2 separate regions of the Siniperca chuatsi genome follow, and region 2 is linked to region 1. The links are chromatin contacts, called in public Hi-C maps. All regions are on one chromosome and are shown on one strand. The core of a region is the stretch at or near the end of the contact, and the rest is flanking DNA. Distances in the headings are between cores, read along the strand shown. Region 1 holds the start of basp1 (brain acid soluble protein 1 homolog). Region 2 overlaps myo10 (unconventional myosin-X).

Evidence for each region. Hi-C and Micro-C count contacts between places; a contact is called where the count stands out from the background.
Region 2: a contact with region 1 is called in a Hi-C map of skeletal muscle, with 8 times the contacts expected there. The contact joins the enhancer-like site here to the promoter of basp1 in region 1. A contact is called at or near these places in 3 of 3 Hi-C or Micro-C datasets (liver, skeletal muscle and an unstated tissue).

Annotation. Positions count from the first base shown.
Region 1 is chrLG13:3,351,928-3,356,292 of ASM2008510v1, reverse strand. basp1 (brain acid soluble protein 1 homolog) reads left to right here and starts at 2,014. Exons shown (of 2, transcript XM_044219254.1): 1 at 2,014-2,165.
Region 2 is chrLG13:3,447,808-3,452,172 of ASM2008510v1, reverse strand. All of the region lies in intron 4 of myo10 (unconventional myosin-X), which reads right to left. Among protein-coding and RNA genes, the nearest start is that of LOC122886389, 65 kb to the left of the region's middle. Within about 2 kb of position 1,957, the one cell type or tissue checked has an H3K27ac peak away from gene starts, as active enhancers do. A contact at or near this core is called in liver, where this site is marked.

The DNA.
Region 1 (4,365 bases), core at 765-3,264:
AATCTCACTAACAATGGAGGAAGGCGTACAGTACTGTGCAAAAGGCACAGGCAGTTCAATTCAATTCAGTTTTATTTATATAGCGCCAATTCATAACAGAAGTGATCTCATTGCACTTTTCCTATAGAGCAGGTCTAGCTCTTTATAATATTAATTACAGAGACCCAACACCGTTCCTAAAAGGTTGGCCTTTTGGAGACACAAGGTTGTTTTCCTGCAGCACCCTAGTAATCTCGTCCTGAATGTCAACTTTTACTTTACAGAGTAACCAGCTGCTCCACTAAACGTCCAATTAAAAAGTAGAAGCACAGAACTGGAGGAAATGTGCTTCACAAAATGAAAGGTTCACAAAAAGCTTAAGGTACAGAAGAGGCGAGTTCATGGCTTAACACATTAATTCGCACACAGTCCCTTCAGGTAAGCTGACTGTTAGAGTGCTGGTTTTCATTGGTTCAATCAAACAAACACACGGGATCATCAGGAGACACTTCCTCAGCAGAATGTTTCATAGAGACAAATGAGATGTCTCAATTCTTTGCAAACACTACCATCTGGTGTCTAAGTGTCAGTACTGCAAAGAAACCACTGAGCAGCATGGAAAGCCCTGACATTGCACATTTTATTTTCAGCCAACAAGTACGACATTGACGCCTTCTTTTGGTAAACACAAAGTGCATCTTGAGACGCCTTCAGTAACTCTGGCAAAAGCACCAAACTCTTACTGTATCACTGTCATCTCTATCATTTTGTAGCAATTCTAGAAATTGGTTTAATCAAATGGATCGAACAGTTATATTTATGTATATATATATATATATATGTAATATATTACATTTTATTGAGCTTCATTTTGACACAGGAGATGTCAGGCCATGTTTTAGTATTATTACAATAACAAACAATAAGTCGAATCATTGATTTGTCAATGGACATAAATTCATTATAAAAAAAGATAATCGAGTCATCACATAGTTATTTATTATTAGTATTTATCAAGGCAGTATGCCCAATATCTTTTGGTTCCAGCTTCTCAAATGTGAGGCTTTACTGCTTCTCTCTGTTTTATATCATTGTGAACTAGAATATATTTAGATTTTAAACGTTTGGTGAAAACAAAGCACCGTACGTTCTCCAAACCTTTTCCACTGTGACAAAACAGATTATATCTGTGAGCTGGATGAAAAGGCTTTTGTTGCTTGAATGTAATGAACTAATAGTTATGATGCTTTACACAGATTAAACCCAACTTTGCTTACACACTAATGTATAAATAATTTAACATCCAGAAAGGGGAAAAACCTCCGAATGATGAACGGATTCTAGGTACATTTCACTTTCTTTCTTTTTCTTAACCTAAAATGCAGGACAAATGGAGTATTTACTGATCAGAGAGTTTAATTAGCTAAAGGATCGGAGTTCTAGTTCCACCTGTAGGGTGTCAAGTGCATCCAGAGTACCAACAAGTCCTCCACACTAAAGACAGGAACAGTCTGGAGCTGCAGTGAATGGCAGGGGGCGCACAGAGACAACAAACATTGAGACAGACTTATGATGGAGGAGTATTTCCACTAAAACAAGCGCAGAGACATTTACATTCCCATCCAGAGCGCAATAAAACATCTCGGGTAATTATTTACCAATAACACAAATCCACCACGAAGAAGAGATTTTACAAATACACATCAAGTGCCCTAAATATATTTGGTGCAAGTAACTTCCTCTTTGGAAACAGAGCTATTGTGATAAATGTTGGAATATTGTAGGAACATTACAGTGGTAGCACTGGCGATGAAATTACCATAAAGTACAATTGAATATCGTATATGATCATGAATCACCATAAAGTACCGTATTGTCTGCACAAACTCGCTCAAACTGTTGACGCGTCATAACGCTTTATTAGATATTATAGAAAGACCGTAAACCACATTTTCCTCGAGGGGACAATTTGGGTTGTGCATCTACTGTGTGCGTGCGTGCACAATGGACGCGCGTGCGTGTGCGTTTGGGTGCGTGTGCGCGCAGGCGGAGGATCGCCGAGTCGAACCGTACCGTGCAGCAGGCACAAGCCGCTGGGCGCGCAGGAGAAGCCGCAAAAAATTACAGCAGCCGCTACTTGAAACTGCGAGGAGAGCAGAGGGAGCGTCGGAACTTCAGTGTGCACGGTAAGGGTCCGTTTATTCCCCTCTGTTTCCCTCCAAAAGAGCGCTTTGGGTTGTGGCTATTTTATTTTTCTGTATTTTTTCATCCCTTTTGTCTTTTTTCCATCTCTCCATCTGGGGAGCCGGGGCGCACGCTGCGTGGATGAGTGTAGGAAATGAGACAAAAGATCCGGTCAATTTGATGGCAAAAAGCAAAACAACAAAAACTGAGCTGAATTGGAAAATTTAGAAATTCCAGAAATGTATTCTTCTTCTATCCTCCTTTTTTCCAGGCGAAAAAAAAAATGTGCACGAGCTTAAAAAAGGGGTGTGTACAGTCTCGAGGAACACGCGCTTCACCTTCAGACACAGATTCTCGTTTTTCACACTTTTATTGAGGAAAAATGCGCTTCGACTGCGCACAGAAGCGTCTCCTCACGCGCAACACGCACTGTATTATTTATTGATTGCCCTGAAATTGTTTATGATTATATAATTTCCGCAGGCTGCTAGGCAACGCAAAGGGGAGCGTTTTTTCTTCATAATTTACAGCCAGTAAACAGTTCAACATCCAGAGCCGAGAAGAGCCCTCTTCTGCTCGCCCCACCTCTTTGTCTGTGTGGAGGTGTGACACCATTTGGCTGCATGCAACTGGCACGCACGTATACACACTCTCACACACATTCAGTCTCTAACCAGATTATGTCATGATTCAGATGAATTATTGATCTCATATTTCCGTTTTATTGCACTGAGAAGGAGGGGGTGTCGATGGAGAATTGGCGGTTTACCTGAATCCCCCCCCCCCACGTACACAGACATTAAGTTCATCCTTTCACTCCGCTTCTGTTACTGCTGCGTCGATGTTGGATGTTATTTCAGCAGCAAACTTTATTAGCCATGTTCCGTCGGATAATTGCCTGGTCCTTTGTTTGCCGCGGCACGCATGCGCACTGGGAGTAGGGTGTGGATGGGAGAGATGCCACCTTGCCTATCAATAGGATGGAGAGGAGGAGGATGGAGAGATTTTAATTCTTGGTCTATTTGTTTGTTCAGTCCAGAGGAAAAAAAGATGATAGAAATAAAATGAGCTGCTTTTTGTTGCGGTGAGATCGCGCGCGCGTGTGTGTGTGTGTGTGTGTGTGTGTGTTGGAGGATGCTAGACGGAGCTTTGTGGGTGAATGGAGCCACAGTGATAGTGATGCTGTATCAGATGCTGTATTTTCACTGTAATATCATGCTGAAATAATGATTCAATTGGTCGATTAACCGATTAGTTGATGTAAAGAAAATTAATAAAGAGCAATGCTGATAATCAATTAATCGTTAAAGCAAAAATGCCAAATATTCTCTGCTTCCAGCTTTTCAGATGTGAAGATTTGCTGCTTTTCACTGCATTCTATCATTGTAAACTGAATATTTTTGGGTGTTGATGGAGATTTTTCAGTATCTTTCTGTCCTTTTATAGACTAAATGACTAATCGATTATTCAAAGAAATAAAAATTAGCATTAGCTGAAGCCCGAACTCCACCATGTGAGGTCAGTATAAAGGAATCCGACAGGACAGGTGCTTATACTGACCCAGATGGATGTCAGGTACTTTCTACCTCTATGATTTTCCTATGGTAGTCATATAGGGTATTGCTTATCTGCTGAATTCAACGTTGATATTTTAGTGAAATTGTTGTATGTAATATGTTTGTTATCTTCCATTATGTCACCATAATATACATGCAAAATGTATGTAATATTCCTTTAGGGTCATTAATTGTTTAATGATCTGCATTGATGAAAAGTAACTAAGCATTACTCAATTACAATTACAATTCTGGTGCTTGTGCGTGAGTATTTCCACTTAATGCTGCATTATATTTCTACTACACAACATTTTGCGAAATATACTTTTTACTCCACTGCAGCTTTAGTCACTAGTTACTTTACAGATTAACATTTTACATACAAAACCCATGATAAGCTTATTCAAAAATCATTAACCGTTTTATATCCTGTTGTAGGGTTTAAAATGAGCTCCACCATGACCAACTAATACATTCAAATGATGTTTACATGTTAACGCATCAGAACTACTAATCCAATTGTAGGTTATTGTATACTGGTCCATTCTGCATGTTGAGCATACTGAAGTACATTTAGCTGATAATTACTCCATTTTTGTTTAAGGAACAGCTGTGATTGCTGACGTGCACCTGCACATTGTGTTAT
Region 2 (4,365 bases), core at 708-3,207, 96 kb before region 1:
TTTGACAGCCTCCAGCATCTTTTCAGACTTTTGATTAGAGCAGAGAAAAGTTTGACCTCAGTTCGTCAAAACATCTGAAAACTGTGTGTGGGTGGAGCGTGTCTTTATTTAAGGGGAGTGAGTGTCTTTGCCTGCAGGTTGTTGAATAAACGCCTGCTGCAGGTTTAAACTATCGCTTACTCACAACGAACTGGGTCAGAGGTGAATTAGGTGTTGATGACTCATGATTGAACCACACAGACGCACGCCGTTTTCACATGTAGCTGACAGCATCATGGGAAATACTCAGGGTACATGTTCCAAAACCTAACCACTAGATGGCGCACTGGACACTGCTAATTAGCTGTGTACTGGCTGCCATAGCTGTCATCTACTGATTGTTGCCTATGAATGAAATCCAGAATGCAACAACACACCAACAGGCCTCAAAGCCACACATGAAGATCAATATGATGGGAACACCTTCATCTTGTTCTCCAGAACTGCATAGAGGCATTGTAGGGTGGTGACGCATGACGGGAGAAAACTGTGTAGTGGAACTTATAAACAATAAACAAACAAGAATACTCACATGGCAAGCTATCAAGAGGCTAACAAGAGAACAAGATTTAGTCAGACAGCGAAACATGTAAAGTACAAGATGGACAGATTTTCAAAAATTGCTTAATGCAGATTTAATGTATATCTGCTTTAGTTCTGTTTTAGTTCAGGAGCTAATAGTAGACGAAATGTTAATGCTAATGTTGTCTGTGTTTGCTAGATGTGTAAAGAGGCATCTGTCTGCTAACATGTTAGCCACATCAACTTTATAAGATGATAATATATGAATTTTGTGTTTAGGGCTTGTTCCGCTGCCCCCAAGTGGGCAGAAATCACCAATCACCGCTGCTTTAACTTTTCCATTTGCATAACAGTAACTAACGGAAACATGCAGTTCATATTCTTGATAATGTTATTTCAATTAAATAGAATTAAGCTTCAGGTATTGTGGTACAAATTTTCCCAAAATTGTTAAAGGATGATAGAAATTAAATTGGTTTAGGACATGGATTTTGTTTGCTTCACAAAGTGGGCATGGCAGAAAAAAAGTTTGAACCAATGAAATGAAAGATACTTCTACCCCTGTAGAGTTATGAAAGACTTCTATAAATTTAAGTACAGGTTTCTTCACAGAATATTACTATTTAAGTGGCGAGGACCCATCAGAACCATTGGCTGCAGTTCTGTATAGTAACACCATGACACATGATTTTACTGACAGTGATGGTACCATTCAGGGTTTTGGCTGTATACACTATAAGCTCTACACTCGACAGAGCCGACATTTAAAACAGCTGTTCTCCATTCACTGTGGTGATGACTATGATTGTGCTTGTCAAACCACCTGACAAGCTTCATCAGCCTGATCCGTAATCACTGGTGTCCAGCGTCACTCTCATCCCACTGCAGGCTTTGTTTACACACCGACTGACTGCTTTGGAGACATTTTTCCATTCATTATTATCTGAGCGTCTCATACAGTCTGGCAGCAGACTGGGATGGATTCTGGGGGTCTGTAACAACTTTGTTTTAATTTGTAATGTTGTTTTTTTTGTTGACTCTTAGACTGAAACAGGTTTGTAGTTTGTGTGTTATATCACATTATGAACAATCTTCATCTTTTCTGTCTACAAGCCAAATAGTTACAAGGAAAATCATCTAAAAATCAACCACCGAAACTGCTGTTAAGTCATATTTCTCCCCTGCAGAAACAAACAGCGTGATGCCTGACGAAAGCCCTCACAAACCTCTCAGGGACATTAAACATGAACCTGGCAACCCACAGCCACACCAGCGTTCAGGCTGGCCACGTTAATTATTAACCTGAAGACCCATTACACAGACACTGAGAGCAACTCGAGAGCATTAGATTAGACCCCAAAAGACACATTATTCAACACAAACAGGACGCTTCACAGCAGAGGTGTCCTTCACAATTAAAAACACACACCAAGACCTTTAGAAGATATGCTGGTGGCCATAAGCATACACAATAACTACAACAACAGCTCTGTTGACTTGAATAAAGGAATAAAGGTTTGAAAAAACAATGAGAATGGCTGTTTTTAAAAGGAGCATACTAGTGGTTTTTCATGTTTTATTCTGTTTATTACAAATCATATAGTTCCTTCTGACCATATTTCAGTGCAGCCTTTTTAAAACCAATCTACACATTCAACTACATTACCAGATAATGCTAGTACTAAGTGTCTGCAAGTAAATTGAATCGAAGTTAAGAAAATACAAAACTCTAAAACACCAGAGAATGTCTTAGTTAATGGTCACAAGTGATGTGGAGTTGAGTAGAGCGCAGGCATTTGTTTTAAAATCCACTATATGGCTTCTTAAATGTTAGCTTTTTTTTCAAATGAGTGTTGCTTTTCACTTCTGTAAACATTTTATGACAGTAGGTGGGATTCATTTTAAGAACAAAACTCTTCATTTGGATAATGGCTGGGTGGCTCCCCATAGGGCAGTCACAGGGAGGGTTTTCACAGCAGAAGTGCTGTAAACTGAAATGTTAGAAACGCCTGGAGAATATTGAGGCTGCTTTTCCTGCAGCACAGAAAGTGATGTGTTTTTTGCTTCCAGTTTGCTTGCAATAAAGAGGCATCAAAGAACAATAAAGAGAGCACCAAGGCAGTGAGCAGAAGCCACAGCAGCTGAACAGACAAGGAAGGCGATGATTAGTCAACTAAGTGATTAGTTGATTAGAAGATTAATCAGCAACTATTTTGGGAAACGTTTCATTGTTCGAGTCATTTTTTTGAGCAAAACATTCAAATATTTTCTGGTTTAAGCTTCCTCAAAGTGAGGATTTGCTGCTTCTCTTCATTTTGTATGATACTTAACTCAATATGTTTCAGCTTTGGACTGCTGGTCGAACAAAACAGGCAAAATGAATAGATCAACTTGGGCTCTGCGAAATTGTAAGGGACCTTTTATAAACTGAACGACTGATATATTAATCAAGAAAACAATGTGCAGATTATCAACATCTGGTCTTTACTCAGCTCCCATCAATAAAGAATCCCTCGTATCTGTCCAATTAGGTCAATTTGAAGCATTTGAAGCAAAGACAGCTTCCGCTCATCGGGTGACATTTGAATCGGACACAAGTTTAAGGTAGCACCACTGTCTTCCATGAACAACCCCACAATCAAAGTACAGATCGCTGATACATAAAGAGCACCTTGAAAACAAATTAGAGGCTTGTTTTATATATTGCATGTGCATGTTACATGAACTGACAGCAGACTGAGGGAATTCTACTGGAAAAGAGGCAGTGGGTAGCATACAGACGGACTACATTACAGCATATCCTCCTCCTGGGGCGTTATGGTGGTTCAGAGGCCTGAGGATTATACCATATAGTCGCGACACTGTAAAAAACATCCACGCTCTATCTCTCCTGCATCACCACTGGAAACTAATCTAATAAAGCAGAAATGTTCTTTGTTTCCTTTCCAGTTAAGTGAGAGATTTCAACTTTTTACATCCTAAAGCAGAAAGCAGACGTTGGAGATCATTAGAAGGCCAAATTCCAACAAAAAAATATATATATCTTGAATGGAGTTCATTCTAAACCAAAGTAAAATCTAACATACAGAGTTGAGGTATTAAAACTGTTTGTTGTGCGGATTAGATTTCTATCATAATGGAGATTTGAATATCCACCTTCAGATTTTCACAGTTTTTAAGTAACTATGAGAGTAGGCAGGAGGCCGTCTATTCATTAGTGAACACACTGAGCATGTTTTATTTATAGTAATAACTATTTATATATCATGTTGACAAAAGCTGTTGAAAGTGTTGTTGTGGGGCTTCCACACAGTTCATTTATGTAGCCCATCAAAAAAAATTAAAATACAATTTAAGTTGAATTATTACTATTTTCAGTGATTTACAGGTGACTTTCAATGAAAAAGGTACAACAATGAGTTGGGATAAAATCACTTTACATGTTAGTAGACTGTATTACAATTTATTTTTTTTACAACCTAAAACTGTTCAATAACAATATTTGGAGTGATTATGGCTAAAGACTAGTTGTATTTTGGGTTCCTGGCAGCTTTATACTTTGTTAAACTGATGAAATGAGAAACTTATAGCTGAGTTTGTGCTAAAAAAAGGGATACCATGCATGTTGGATGAGGACAGTTTAAAAGGTGCTAAACAATCAATCGTCTTTTGGGCAGCGCTGCTTGCTTTTAGCTGTGATTTATAAATAAAGCTGAACTTGAATGTCATGCATCAGCTGTGCAGCATGATCGGTCATATCCCTCGAGTCAGTGGCACATTTCTGATGGACAGAAAACAGGAACG